Regions from separate parts of the Mus musculus genome. Here region 1 is linked to region 2. A link is a contact called in public Hi-C data. All regions are on one chromosome and are shown on one strand. Each heading gives the region's core, a stretch centred on a gene start, on an enhancer-like site or on the middle of the called end of the contact. The rest is flanking DNA. Distances are from core to core; before and after follow the strand shown. Region 1 holds the start of Atoh1 (atonal bHLH transcription factor 1). Region 2 has its middle 41 kb from the start of Gm35851.

Region 1 (7,112 bases), core at 760-3,259, 40 kb after region 2:
CAGAGAGTCACCAAATGAAGAACAAAGCCGTCATGGCTACCTAACCTTTCCAGGCTCTCACGTTGTCTTTCATACACAATTGATGATGTTGGGTCCCTCGGTTACTGGAAAGTCTTGCTTTTCAGATTGTACTTGACAGTTAGTAAAGCTAGGTACAGTGTTGGTTGATTTCAACAGTACCCAGACCAGTCTCCAAAAATACAGAAGAATGCTGTACCCGCCAAATAAAGGCATTATTACCTTTTCCTTTATTGTTGTCGATGGTTGTCTTTTAGGTTTGGAGGGTACTTCCTGATTTACCTGTCTACCCCCCACCCCATCTATTGTTAGAGTATTTATTTCTGCAGAGCTTACACTCTTTAAGAAAAGGGCTCCTCTGATCTTTCTGTCAGCATTGGAAGGCCCGGAACTGTTCTTTATACAGTAGCAAATGGGCACACTGGAAATAGAGAAACAGGTGAAGTCTGACGATAACTTTGAACTCTCTTCTGTCCTTCTCTATCTTGTGAGATATAAACACTAGTTTACTCCAGCCGCTGAAATCCTTCGCACAAGGAGCTCCAGATGGCAGGTTGGATCAGGTCCCTGCTAGCGGAACATTTCAACGGCACTGGACCCTGCAAAGACAGGTTCCAGGGAGCTTTCTGCGGTACCATCTGCCGGAAGACGAAAGTCCTCCTAGAGTAGCAACCACCCTGAAAATCGAAAGCACCAGCCACAGTTGCCACCCACTCTGGTGCCCCAGGGACGAAGAAAGCCCAAACTGGAGAGCACTAGGAGCAAGCTGGGGCGTGTCCCGAGCCAGGAAGTTTCTGATTGGCTCTTTGTGGTAAACTACCAGGCGGAGGGCTAAAGAGGTAGGAGGGGAGCGGTTTATAGAGGGAGTGAACACCCTAACTAAACAGAGCGGGACAGGTGGGTTTGACTGTGGTTTCTGGGCGTTTGCGCAAGAAGCCACGCGCACTAGTAAACCGGGGCCTCCCGAGGCAGCAGTTTCAAAATGCCCAGAATCACAAAGAACCCAAAGACCTTTTGCACTAATTCCGGCAGCCTCCTGTGGCTCTGCGTTTATGAGTCCTACGCTGTGAGTTTTGAAACTGTTTGCATGATCCCTTGCGATAGCTCAGCGTAGCGCGATATCCTCCGCGAAGGGCTTTTGCAGACTGAGACCCTAACGGGCTCTAAGAAACACGCTCAAAGGCTCCTGGGGCAATCCCGATTTTGGTATGTCATAACTATACCGCAGCTTTACTTTCCATTAAAAAAAAAAAAGACTACATGAAAAAAAATCCAAGTACTATGTGGACCAAGAGATGCAGACAAAGTCAAAATTAAGAAATACGTTCCCAGAAGCGAATGGTTTTCACCTTGTTCTGATTTTTGATTAGACGCCACTTAACACTTCTACAAATTAAATGTGCAATAGGTAAGAGCTATATACACACCTCTCTATATGTATTTCTGTCACATTGCACATGGGCGATTTTACGAGTTTCTTGAGAGCTGTGATCCAGGCTTGGAGGGATCTCAGGCCAGGCGGGCTACTCCAGTTGGTGCCCCGAAGGCTCTAGGCGCGTCCAGCTTGGCCGGGAGCCGCCTACCCTGGGTCTCATCTGAGCTGGGGCCGCTAGGACACCAGCCGGGAGCCCGCTTCTTCTCCCCTCCCACCCCCCATTCCCCTCACTCAGGTCGCCTGGGAGGTGACACCCTCAGGAGTCGAATTACAGCCCCACAATTAACATATGAATTTCCAGAACTGACTAGAGGGACAAGGGGGAATTTTTTTTTCTTTTTTTTTTTTTTTCCAGAGCCAGAGCTGAACTCCTCGGCACACAGTAACTTTTCACTGGGTGTAAAAACTCTTTGATTGGCTCCTCGCACGCGCCTGCCCGCCCCCTTCTTTGACTGGGCAGACACGCGACTGGCGCAAGGAGGGGGCTGGGAGGGGAGCCGGGGGAGATACACTGGCGCGTGCCGCTTTTTAAAGGGGCGCAGCGCCTTCAGCAACCGGAGAAGCTTCGTTGCACGCGACCTGGTGTGCGATCTCCGAGTGAGAGGGGGAGGGTCAGAGGAGGAAGGAAAAAAAATCAGACCTTGCAGAAGAGACTAGGAAGGTTTTTGTTGTTGTTGTTCGGGGCTTATCCCCTTCGTTGAACTGGGTTGCCAGCACCTCCTCTAACACGGCACCTCCGAGCCATTGCAGTGCGATGTCCCGCCTGCTGCATGCAGAAGAGTGGGCTGAGGTAAAAGAGTTGGGGGACCACCATCGCCATCCCCAGCCGCACCACGTCCCGCCGCTGACGCCACAGCCACCTGCTACCCTGCAGGCGAGAGACCTTCCCGTCTACCCGGCAGAACTGTCCCTCCTGGATAGCACCGACCCACGCGCCTGGCTGACTCCCACTTTGCAGGGCCTCTGCACGGCACGCGCCGCCCAGTATCTGCTGCATTCTCCCGAGCTGGGTGCCTCCGAGGCCGCGGCGCCCCGGGACGAGGCTGACAGCCAGGGTGAGCTGGTAAGGAGAAGCGGCTGTGGCGGCCTCAGCAAGAGCCCCGGGCCCGTCAAAGTACGGGAACAGCTGTGCAAGCTGAAGGGTGGGGTTGTAGTGGACGAGCTTGGCTGCAGCCGCCAGCGAGCCCCTTCCAGCAAACAGGTGAATGGGGTACAGAAGCAAAGGAGGCTGGCAGCAAACGCAAGGGAACGGCGCAGGATGCACGGGCTGAACCACGCCTTCGACCAGCTGCGCAACGTTATCCCGTCCTTCAACAACGACAAGAAGCTGTCCAAATATGAGACCCTACAGATGGCCCAGATCTACATCAACGCTCTGTCGGAGTTGCTGCAGACTCCCAATGTCGGAGAGCAACCGCCGCCGCCCACAGCTTCCTGCAAAAATGACCACCATCACCTTCGCACCGCCTCCTCCTATGAAGGAGGTGCGGGCGCCTCTGCGGTAGCTGGGGCTCAGCCAGCCCCGGGAGGGGGCCCGAGACCTACCCCGCCCGGGCCTTGCCGGACTCGCTTCTCAGGCCCAGCTTCCTCTGGGGGTTACTCGGTGCAGCTGGACGCTTTGCACTTCCCAGCCTTCGAGGACAGGGCCCTAACAGCGATGATGGCACAGAAGGACCTGTCGCCTTCGCTGCCCGGGGGCATCCTGCAGCCTGTACAGGAGGACAACAGCAAAACATCTCCCAGATCCCACAGAAGTGACGGAGAGTTTTCCCCCCACTCTCATTACAGTGACTCTGATGAGGCCAGTTAGGAAGGCAACAGCTCCCTGAAAACTGAGACAACCAAATGCCCTTCCTAGCGCGCGGGAAGCCCCGTGACAAATATCCCTGCACCCTTTAATTTTTGGTCTGTGGTGATCGTTGTTAGCAACGACTTGACTTCGGACGGCTGCAGCTCTTCCAATCCCCTTCCTCCTACCTTCTCCTTCCTCTGTATGTAGATACTGTATCATTATATGTACCTTTACGTGGCATCGTTTCATGGTCCATGCTGCCAATATGCTGCTAAAATGTCGTATCTCTGCCTCTGGTCTGGGTTTCACTTATTTTATACCTTGGGAGTTCATCCTTGCGTGTTGCGCTCACTCACAAATAAGGGAGTTAGTCAATGAAGTTGTTTCCCCAACTGCTTGAGACCCGCATTGGGTACTTTACTGAACACGGACTATTGTGTTGTTAAAATGCAGGGGCAGATAAGAGTATCTGTAGAGCTTAGACACCAAGTGTGTCCAGCAGTGTGTCTAGCGGACCCAGAATACACGCACTTCATCACTGGCCGCTGCGCCGCCTTGAAGAAACTCAACTGCCAATGCAGAGCAACTTTTGATTTTAAAAACAGCCACTCATAATCATTAAACTCTTTGCAAATGTTTGTTTTTGCAAATGAAAATTAAAAAAAAACATGTAGTGTCAAAGGCATTTGGTCAATTTTATTTTGCTTTGTTAACATTAGAAAAGTTATTTATTATTGCGTATTTGGACCCATTTCTACTTAATTGCCTTTTTTTTACATTTTCTACTCGAGATCGTTTTATTTTGATTTAGCAAATCCAGTTGCCATTGCTTTATGTATGTATGCTCTTTTACAAATGATAAAATAAACTCGGAAAAAAAAAACCTTTTCGTTGTCACGTGTTCTAGTCCAGTAAAGCATTAAAAATAAGTTGTAAGTGGTAGAAATGATGTGATTTGCTGTTTTAAAGAATGTTGCAAATCTAGTATCCTACAGTAACATCGGCTACACGATAAATTGTGAGATTAAATGTACCCAGCTTTGCATCATGGTTTGCCCTTGGGTGGCCAGGATCATTCAGTGTCCCTTCTTCTAGAGTCAACAAACTCCAAGAGAAGCCAGTGCCCTCTGTCTCCATGGCTCTGGTCCATGCTGGTTAATATCACTGAGATTACCTATTTACATCCACAAAAAAAAAAAAAAAAAAAAAAAAAAAAAAAAAAAAAAGATAGCTGAAAACTTTTCAGGTACACAGGACAGCTCATGATCTCCAGGGGAAGAGATCGCTACAAAAAGGGAAGCGGACAATGGAAAAGAACTTGATGGAAAAGATAGATTGGCAACCATTGTTTCAACACTAAGAAGCTAGAAGCCTCTACTAATGCTGACTGCCATTGAAGTTTTTTTTTTTCTTTTCAAACTCAACTTCTTCCAACACAAAGCTAGTATTTGCCTTTAATTTTTTTCCCCCAGAACAAACCAGTCAAGTACCTTCTAAGTCAGCTGCAGACACTTAAGTGAGCTATTACACTCATCCCAGGTGTCTATACGGGGTAGGAATCTATTCTGGGATCTCAAGATCAGAGGTCATAGGAGAGCTAATGCAGAATGTGTAGAGAGTAGAAATCGGAACTTTTACAATGCATTTGATTGGCTAATTTAGGTGTTGTAGTATTCGTGAAACTCGAGTGTCCAGAATACTCTCTGAATTTGAGGGGTGGGCTATACGCAAATTCATTGTCTTCTTTGTTGTAAGAAATGAGGGTACCCCCACAAAATAAGGGGTGCTAATTTGCTAGTTCTTGTATCCTACTCTGTCATCACCTTAGTATAAGGAAAACTTCACAGATTGCAGCTGTAGAAAAAGCGCTGTCCCAGGGAGTGCAGGTTTTCTTCCATTTGTGGAAGAATTGCAGAGCTCTGCTGACCACTCAGGGTGTGGTGACTTTCTGTAGAAGCCCTTCCAGGGAAGTTTAGCAGTTCTCTCAGCCAACTCTCTGGGAGAAGGTCAGGGTGGCCAGGGACACTTTCCAGGAAATGCACCTGCCCTTAGATAACCCACTAAGACAAGCATCGGGGATCTTTATAGTGCTGAAAAGCATAACAGAAACAAAAAGCCAAACAATTGCTTTGGACACATTTTCATTTCTCTCTTAATAAGTAAAACAGATGAAAACAGATGAGCAAGACCAGAGGACCAACTCTGATATGCATATGTCATATTATTTGGCTTGGTGTGGTCTTTCCTATGTGTGTATATCAGGGTGGGGATGGTGGCTGATATATTTTTTTTGTACATGCTGGGAAAATGAGAAAGGAAAGGGTGGGGGGAACCCTTTTTCTCCCAAAGAAATCAACCAAAATTTTAAAACCACCCACTTTGTGTTAACCAACCAGGAAAAAGGTTTCATCAACATCATTTTCGTTGACTCTGAGAAAATAGAAAGAACACAGGTAGCACCTTTCTTCACATCGTTTTATAGATAGTGAAATGGCAGCTAATCACACAGCCAGAAAATACCAATGTCCATGGCTGCACTTGATGTTCCTTATCACCAGATCAGGGAGCCCGCCACAGATTTCTTCTTCAGCAATTCAATGGTTGGGAGTTGTGCCTGTCTAAGGTCCAGATGGATGTTTGCTGCCGCGGTGAGCAGAGCTTCCACTTCACCTCTCTGAGTGAGCAACTCCTGTTCGCCCTTCTCAGAATGGAAACAATCATACCAGAATTTCAAACTTTAATTCTATATCAAATTGATGGAAAGGCAACGGAAAATTTTTCTAGCTCATCCCGATGGGAACAAAGTCAGATTATTTTGTGGCGAATTGTGTGCTCAATGTTCAAATTAAAACTTTAGCCTCTTTTCTTCATCCCATTTCTTTCCTTTTCTTTCTCTCTCTCTCTCTCTCTCTCTCTCTCTCTCTCTCTCTCTCTCTCTCTCTCTCTCTCTTTCTTTCTTTCTTTTAATGCTGGCATTTCTTTGAAAGAGATCCACTCCAAGGTCCGGCAATGAAGTTTGCATAACAAACGTTTGGCAGCTCCCTCTCTCACACCCCATTAACAAGCTGTAACATATAGCTGCAGGTTGCTATAATCTCATTAATATTTTGGAAACTTGAATATTGAGTATTTCTGAGCGCTCATTCCCCATATGCCAGACCACTCCTGCCATGCTGACTGGTTCCTTTCTCTCCATTATTAGCAATTAGCTTCTACCTTCCAAAGTCAGATCCAAGTATCTAAGATACTACCAAAGGCATCAACTATGTATGCAAGTTAGGCATGCTTAATATCACCCAAACAAACAAAGAGTCAGCACTTCTTAAAGTAATGAAGATAGATAAATCGGGTTAGTTCTTTGGGACACCGCTGTTGTTTTCCAGAGTTTTTCTATACTTTAAGCAGCTTGTTTTATATTCTGTCTTTGCCCTCAGCCAGCTAACATTTTATTTGTTGAGGGTTTTGGCTCACCACACTTTTGGAAACTTATTTGATTTCACGGGGAGCTGAAGGAAGATTGTTTTTGGCAACAGGCAAGTTTAACACGTTCTTCATGGGGCATTGCGAATGGCACATCTACCAGAAAGGGAGGGGGAGTAACTTCCTCGTGCTGAACCAGCAGGAGACCAGAGCTTTCCTGAGGTCTTCCTATTGATTTTAAAGATTTAAAACTGAGCCCCAAAGTTGTAATGTTATTGAAGTTTGTCTTGGAATATACATCTCCTCTGCTAACTTAAAAGTTCAAGAAAGGAAAGGAAAGAAATAGAACCCCTTGCTAACTACAACCTAGACTGAGAGGTGAAGATCGCGGGCAAAGACAGGTGGTCACTGAAACGTTTGCAGTTCTTTTCTTCCGAAGGCTTAGGA
Region 2 (6,222 bases), core at 3,068-5,567:
AGTCACCCTGTGACTTAGCGATTGTTTTATACTCACAAAACTCAATACAAAAAGCACTTTTGGACTTCAGATAAATTGAAAGAACTCTATATGGCTTTCCCATGTGTCCAAAGTCAGATTTTGCAGTACGCACCTTAAAGCAAGGTCAAATCTGTCCTATTGAGTTGTTCTTTGTCTTAAACAGCTGCAGAGCTTTAAGGATGTCAGCCACATTCTCCCACACCGTGCCCACAGTCATATGGGTTTTCAGTGAAGCAAGCCTGTATATGCAAAACAGTAACAGACTAACACCAGACTGAAGGGGGTTTAAGACGGCTTTTAATTTCCTATCAAAAACAAAAAATACTGATAACTTTTCTGGGATCCAACCTAGGGCCCCGTGTCAGCTAGACTTGCACCAACCACTGAGCTGTATCCCAGCCCTCCTTTTATTTGGGGGGGGGGGGGGGCGGGGGGGGGAAGGAGTGTTGCTATGCTTTCCAGGCAGAGGACTCTATAACCCAATCTGGCTTTGAATCTGAGATCCTCCTTTTTTACCCGCTCTCCAAATTAGCTGGGTCACCGTCCTGTGCTACAGTCAAAGATTTTTCATTTTTAAGGTTAATTGAGGAAGACCGCATTTTCCTTCCTGTACTGTTGTGATGCCTGCTGTCATCTGTATAGCCAGATGGTGGCGCTGTGGTTCCATAGGTTGAATTTTTAGATTTAAACTGTTATCAGTAAGTGATAACATTTTTAAAGACTAGTCTTCTTTGGGGAGAAATTTTTAAATTTGACCCATTTTACCATTAGCAACAGATAAACTGTGTGTTTAAGTCCTTTAGGGTACTTAGATGTCTGTTCCTTTATGATCATCTATTTAAAAGTTCCCCCATCTATTTGCAAGTCCCCCAAAGGTGGGTTACAGGGTCAATTCAAAGCCACACGTGCTTGCCTTTGGTTGGCTGTACTAACACTTTCATATACTCTGTCGGAGATACTGAGCCACTGTCTCCTTTTAATCTAACATTCCCAAAATGATGATGGTGTCGGCCACTAATGAAATGGGCAGTTTCCTTTCTGATCCATTTTGTTTGCAACATCCCCCTTTATCCCTGGCCAACCCACAACAGGACTCAGGCTGTATAACCCTGGTGTTAAAGGTGAGGAGTTTGGAAGACCCCTCTCCGAGTGTCCCAGGAACACAGTCTGAGGGTAATACACTGGACCAGGAACCTTTGTTTGAAATAGGCGTGGAGACAGTTTGTTCAGAAAGGCAAAGCTCTCCAGATAGGAATGGGCTTGAGAGCCGAGGGAGAAGCTCCAGAGGTTAAGAAACACAAAGCTCTTGGCACACAGCACAGGTCTCTTCCACATTTCCTACAGCTCGGGCTTTTCTTGAACATGCTCAGTTTGTTGTATGAAGTTCAGGTGGTCAAGGGCTTCCAGTCTTTTTGAGCCAACTGGCTGCTGTTCCTGCTGGTTTTGTTATTGTTGTTGTTGTTGTTGTTGTTTTAAGATAGCATCTCACTATGTAGCCCTGGCTGTCCTGGAACTCACTATGTAGAAAAGGCTGGCCTCAGTCTCAAGAGATCTGCCTATCTCTGCTTCCTAAATCCTGGAACTAAAGGTGTGTCACCACACTACACCTCATGCCAACTGACTTCTTTATATGTTAACCTTGATGTTGCTTTTTGCAGTATCTTTTCTCCTTCCATACTTTAAACATACCTTAAAAAAATATATATATATATCAGCACAGCCAGGGCTGGAGTTGCAATCCCAGGACTTGAGAGGCAGAGGCAGGAGTTTTGAGGGCAGATTTGGCTGTACAGGGAATTACAGATTCATGTAATACTTGAGACCCTGTCTCAAACCCCGAACTCTGAAAATCAGGGCATCAGGAATCAACCCACCTGTTAGAACATCATGACCAAGCAAATATACTGCAGCTGGGAAATGAAACCATGGAGGGAGTCATCACAAGGGGGCACGCGCAAGATTTGTTCTATGCAATAATGATCCATCCTGTAGCCTTCCGCCTGAGCAAGTTGCTCCAGTTGAAAAGAGATTCAGGGTAGAGCTGGATTCAGGGTCACTTACAAGTGTCACAGCCAAGGTACCACCTTTGCTACACGCGGTCACATCCACCCCAACCAGGCTCTGTCCTTCAGGTCACAAAGCCCCACTCTTTTAGATGAACTGTGTATGGATTTTGTGTATGGATTTTAGCTATAGCCCTCTGTAATGACTATGTACCCCTCCCCACTTAAATCAAATTTCATATTGACTTTCACTAATGCCAAACATATTGAAACAATAAACTGGCTTAATAACTGAAACTTCTGAATTTGATTTATTAAAGGTAACAAATAGGGGAAACAAAAATGTGTTCTACATGACAGGCTGAGCAGCCACTTGCTTTAATGGATACAAAAGTCATTATGGGACTGGAGAGATGGCTCAGAGGTTAAGAGCACTGACTGCTCTTGCAAAGGTCCTGAGTTCAATTCCAGCAGCCACATGGTGGCTCACAACCGTCTGTAATGGGATCCGATGCACACTCTACTGGTGTGTCTGAAGACAGCTACAATGTAGTCATATAAATAAAAATAAATAAATAAATAATTTTTTAAAAAATCATTGTAAATTTGCAGGAAGCCATTCCTAGCCACTTGACATTGTCCCTTCATGTTCTGAGGACATCCTGAATCAACACACCTGATAGAATATCATGCTGTTGCTACGATGGAACACCATGAACAAAAAGCAAATTGGGGAGAAAAGAGTTTATTTGGCTTACACTTCATATGGCTGTTCATGAGTTATGGAAAGAAGTCAGGACAGGAATTCAATCAGGGCAGGATCCTGGAGGCAGGAGCTGATGCAGAAGCCATGGAGAATTGCTGCTTATTGCTGGCTTGCTTCCCATGGCTTACTCTTTCTGCTTTCTTATAGAACCCAGGACCACCAGCCCAGGGATGGCACCACCCACACTGTGTCAAGTTGACATACAAAACCAGCCAGTACACACAGTAAATGAATAAATACCACGTGCGTCTCCTGGACTTAAACAGTGAACACAGACCTTTTAAAAACCGCTGCTCTTGGAGGAAGCCTGATTCCTCTTCTCCTAATTCCAGTTTGTTGGAGATAGTTAGTTGTTCACTTGGCTCTCTGTGAAGTCCACTTGATGACTCTCGGTCTCTTCTCTCAATTATTTTTCAAATCTCAATATGAAGATGTTCTTAAATGCAGAGACTTGAGTGGTCCCTTCTCACATCCCACCATGCCAGTTACACATTTCCCAGGAAAGAGACATCAACAGGATATCACTGAGTCTCATGATTTTAGCATCTCAGCCATAAAAAGGGGAAAAGCAAATATTGTTTGGTGTGTGACTGGTTTTGAGGACCCGCTTCTCCCTTTATATTATAGCTCTTCCTTTCAGACTTCATTGAAAAGGAAAGATGTGGAAAAAGATGAAATGTCAAAAGGCCGTTTGTCACTTAAGTAGTTATAATCCTAAACGAATGTGGAATTCTCTTTGAAAATATGTATGTTGTTACTTCTTCCTTAGGAAGCAAAATAAAATACGACTTAGCTAACTGCAGACTTCCTTTAGGGAAGCTGTGGACAAGATAGCCCACAATTTATTTCCATCGTGAGTGTTTCTGCAAACTACAAAATCTCACTCACAGCCGTGCTACCAGGGTGTCCCTACTCTGCGGCATAAATGATAGGTCGCTTTGAGATGGCAGGGGCAGTCTGCAGAGTTTTATTTCCAGGGAGACAGGGCAGGATTTGCTGCTATGCAGACTGAATAATGTTGGAAGCCAACATCATGTCACATTTTGTGTGCACTTTCCAAAGATTAATCCAAGCGTTACAAATGGGACACAGACTGCCATTGTCCCAGGGACACTTTAATAACCCACACCTACAATATTCAACCTGTTGTTTGCACAGGGACAACTTTGGGACACAAAAACCCACCAGAACGACTCAGGGAAGGAGGCGCGGAGAGGCAGAGCCCCAGGCGCCAGCATCTCGCCATCTCATCCTTCATGGCAAATGAGTCTGTTCAGAGTTCATTTAAGCCTGAAGGTGGGGGTCGCCGCCGCCTGCTTTCTTCAAAGCTTCTCTAGAAGTGGCGCTTGAATATGCAGCTTGCAGATTTGCTCTGTCACTTGTGTGGCACTCTGGCAGGGTTTTCCAAATGCAAGTGATTTGTGCTTCATTTTGCATAAAACAGCTCACGTGAAGTAACCCGGGTCCCCACAGTCAATCTTGCCCCAGTCTCTTTGATTGCGTTCCCCCTCCCCCTCCCCCTCTCCTCCTTAGAGTGCTAGCATCTGTTGTTCTATGACACTCTTCAGGAACGGGAGGCTAGGGAGAAAGCCGCAGGATCAGAGGATTGAATGCCAGATGAGAGGAACTCATGGTTGCTTGTCCCTAATCCATCACCTTCAAGTCCTTGCATAGAGCGCTCAAAATCACACCCCTACTTACCTTCACCAACCACTGATGACCTGCCAGGTCAGAAGGCAACCTGCTTCACACTGAGTCTCAGGCAGTAGTAAGCTACTACTACTTAGTAGTAAGGACCTACATGGGTCCTCATAGAACTGTTTGGAGAATTGCAGTTGTAATTATTTAATTTTAGAAATATGTAATGGCATTGTAAACATAACTTGTTTCTTTTCATAAAACATCGCTGTCACAATAGATTATAGCTAGACCATAGAAGGCAGGAACATCCAAATTCTAGACCAATAAATAAATAAATGAATAAATAAATAAAGTAAGTAAGTAACCCTGAAAAATCACAATAAGACAAAAAGGACTGACAGAAGCACCCTCTATGATTTCTATGCTTCCTTAATTCAATATATATTATGACTATTTTATATTATGCTTACAAAAGGAAACCAATACAAATCACTTTCACTTATTTAAAGTGTGTGTGTGTGTGTGTGTGTGTGTGTGTGTGTATGTGTTTGTAAAACCTGTATGTGATGGTTTCAGAAGTTATTCTCTCCTTCCACCATATAGGTCTGAAATTGAACTCAGGTCCTTAGGCTCCTCGGTGGCAAGCACATCTATGCACAGAGCCATCTTGCTGCCCCTTAATTTGCACTTTAATGACAAGTTCCCAATATGTAAAAAGTTACAAGAGACAGAAAACATGAGAGTATACATTTTGCTAAAGGACACTTCCCTGCAGTTTAAACTCAACCTTAGTCCTGACTAAAATAACATCAGTATATTCATCAAGATACAACACTCCATATCTATTTTAGTGTTTGCTAGACTAAAATACCATTTCATTAGGGTTCCCATATTATGTTTCACTGACATAATATTTTTATCTCTTAATTATCAGGTAAGAACAGGTTGGTTATTTTATAGAGTTAACCTTGATATGAAAGTGATGTGATTATCTCAGGAATAAGCACGTGGTGCCCTCAGTTAAGAGCTACAGAGAGGTCAAACTCAACACAAGACTATAATGGAATTCAACTAGTATCAGAAAGATCTGAGAATATAAGACAAAGGACCTACGTGGGTCCTCTGCTCAGGGCCTCACAGAGCTGTAGCAAAAGTTCTGTTAACTCCCTTTGGTTCTGGAGCCCAGAATTCACTTCCAGGACCACATGGTTGTTGGGATGCAGTTGCTTGCAGTACTGTGACAGGCATCTGTCTGTTTGTCTACCTGCTTTCCTACAGTTCCTTCCTAAGTAGCCATTTTCATGGGACCTCCCCAGCATCTGAAAGGGCTAAGGTCCCCCCAGGAGCTGCCAATCAGGGCGGGCCAACCATATACTCTGTTTGACGGACTGCTTTAAGATGTCTCATTTTAATTGTTGAACTTTTATCTATGTGTATTTAATGTGTGTGTGTGTGTGTGTGTGTGTGTGTGTGTGTGTGTGTGTGTTTAGAAGATACATATTAGATATTTCTAGAATTCTGTCCTGTACAGAGGAAAACTGAAGCAGAAATGCCAGGGAGAAACTGGGAGTATTTGGAAGGGAAAAAAAAAAAAAGGGAAATGTTTTTCTTAAAAAATAAAACAGAATGGTGGGACAAGTTATTGGTTTGGGCAGACTGCACTTGGTAAAAGGGGACAGAGAGAAGGTCACAGGTTTCCAGAGGAACAATCTGGGGATCCCAGGATTCCCAAAGGATCCTGTTTCCACTAAATGATCAGAAGCAGCAAAGCCATTAGAACTGAAAGCAACA

What was found. A called contact is a pair of places that touch in the nucleus more often than the background predicts.
Region 1: a contact with region 2 is called in a Hi-C map of cerebellum, with 2.5 times the contacts expected there. The contact joins the promoter of Atoh1 here to the enhancer-like site in region 2. A contact is called at or near these places in 12 of 484 Hi-C or Micro-C datasets (LSK cells, Sertoli cells, cerebellum and 2 more) and 3 of 115 datasets of contacts at active chromatin or transcription factors (all in embryonic stem cells).

Annotation. Positions count from the first base shown.
Region 1 is chr6:64,727,116-64,734,227 of GRCm38.p6, forward strand. Atoh1 (atonal bHLH transcription factor 1) reads left to right here and starts at 2,010. Exons shown (of 1, transcript NM_007500.5): 1 at 2,010-4,130. The coding sequence starts at 2,208. The coding sequence ends at 3,263. Gm35851 (a long non-coding RNA gene) reads right to left here and starts at 1,746. Exons shown (of 3, transcript XR_377731.4): 1 at 1,446-1,746.
Region 2 is chr6:64,684,539-64,690,760 of GRCm38.p6, forward strand. It overlaps a transcript of Grid2 not described here. Among named protein-coding and RNA genes, the nearest start is that of Gm35851, 41 kb to the right of the region's middle. Within about 2 kb of position 4,318, at least 7 of the 459 cell types and tissues checked have an H3K27ac peak or open chromatin away from gene starts, as enhancers often do. A contact at or near this core is called in cerebellum, where this site is marked.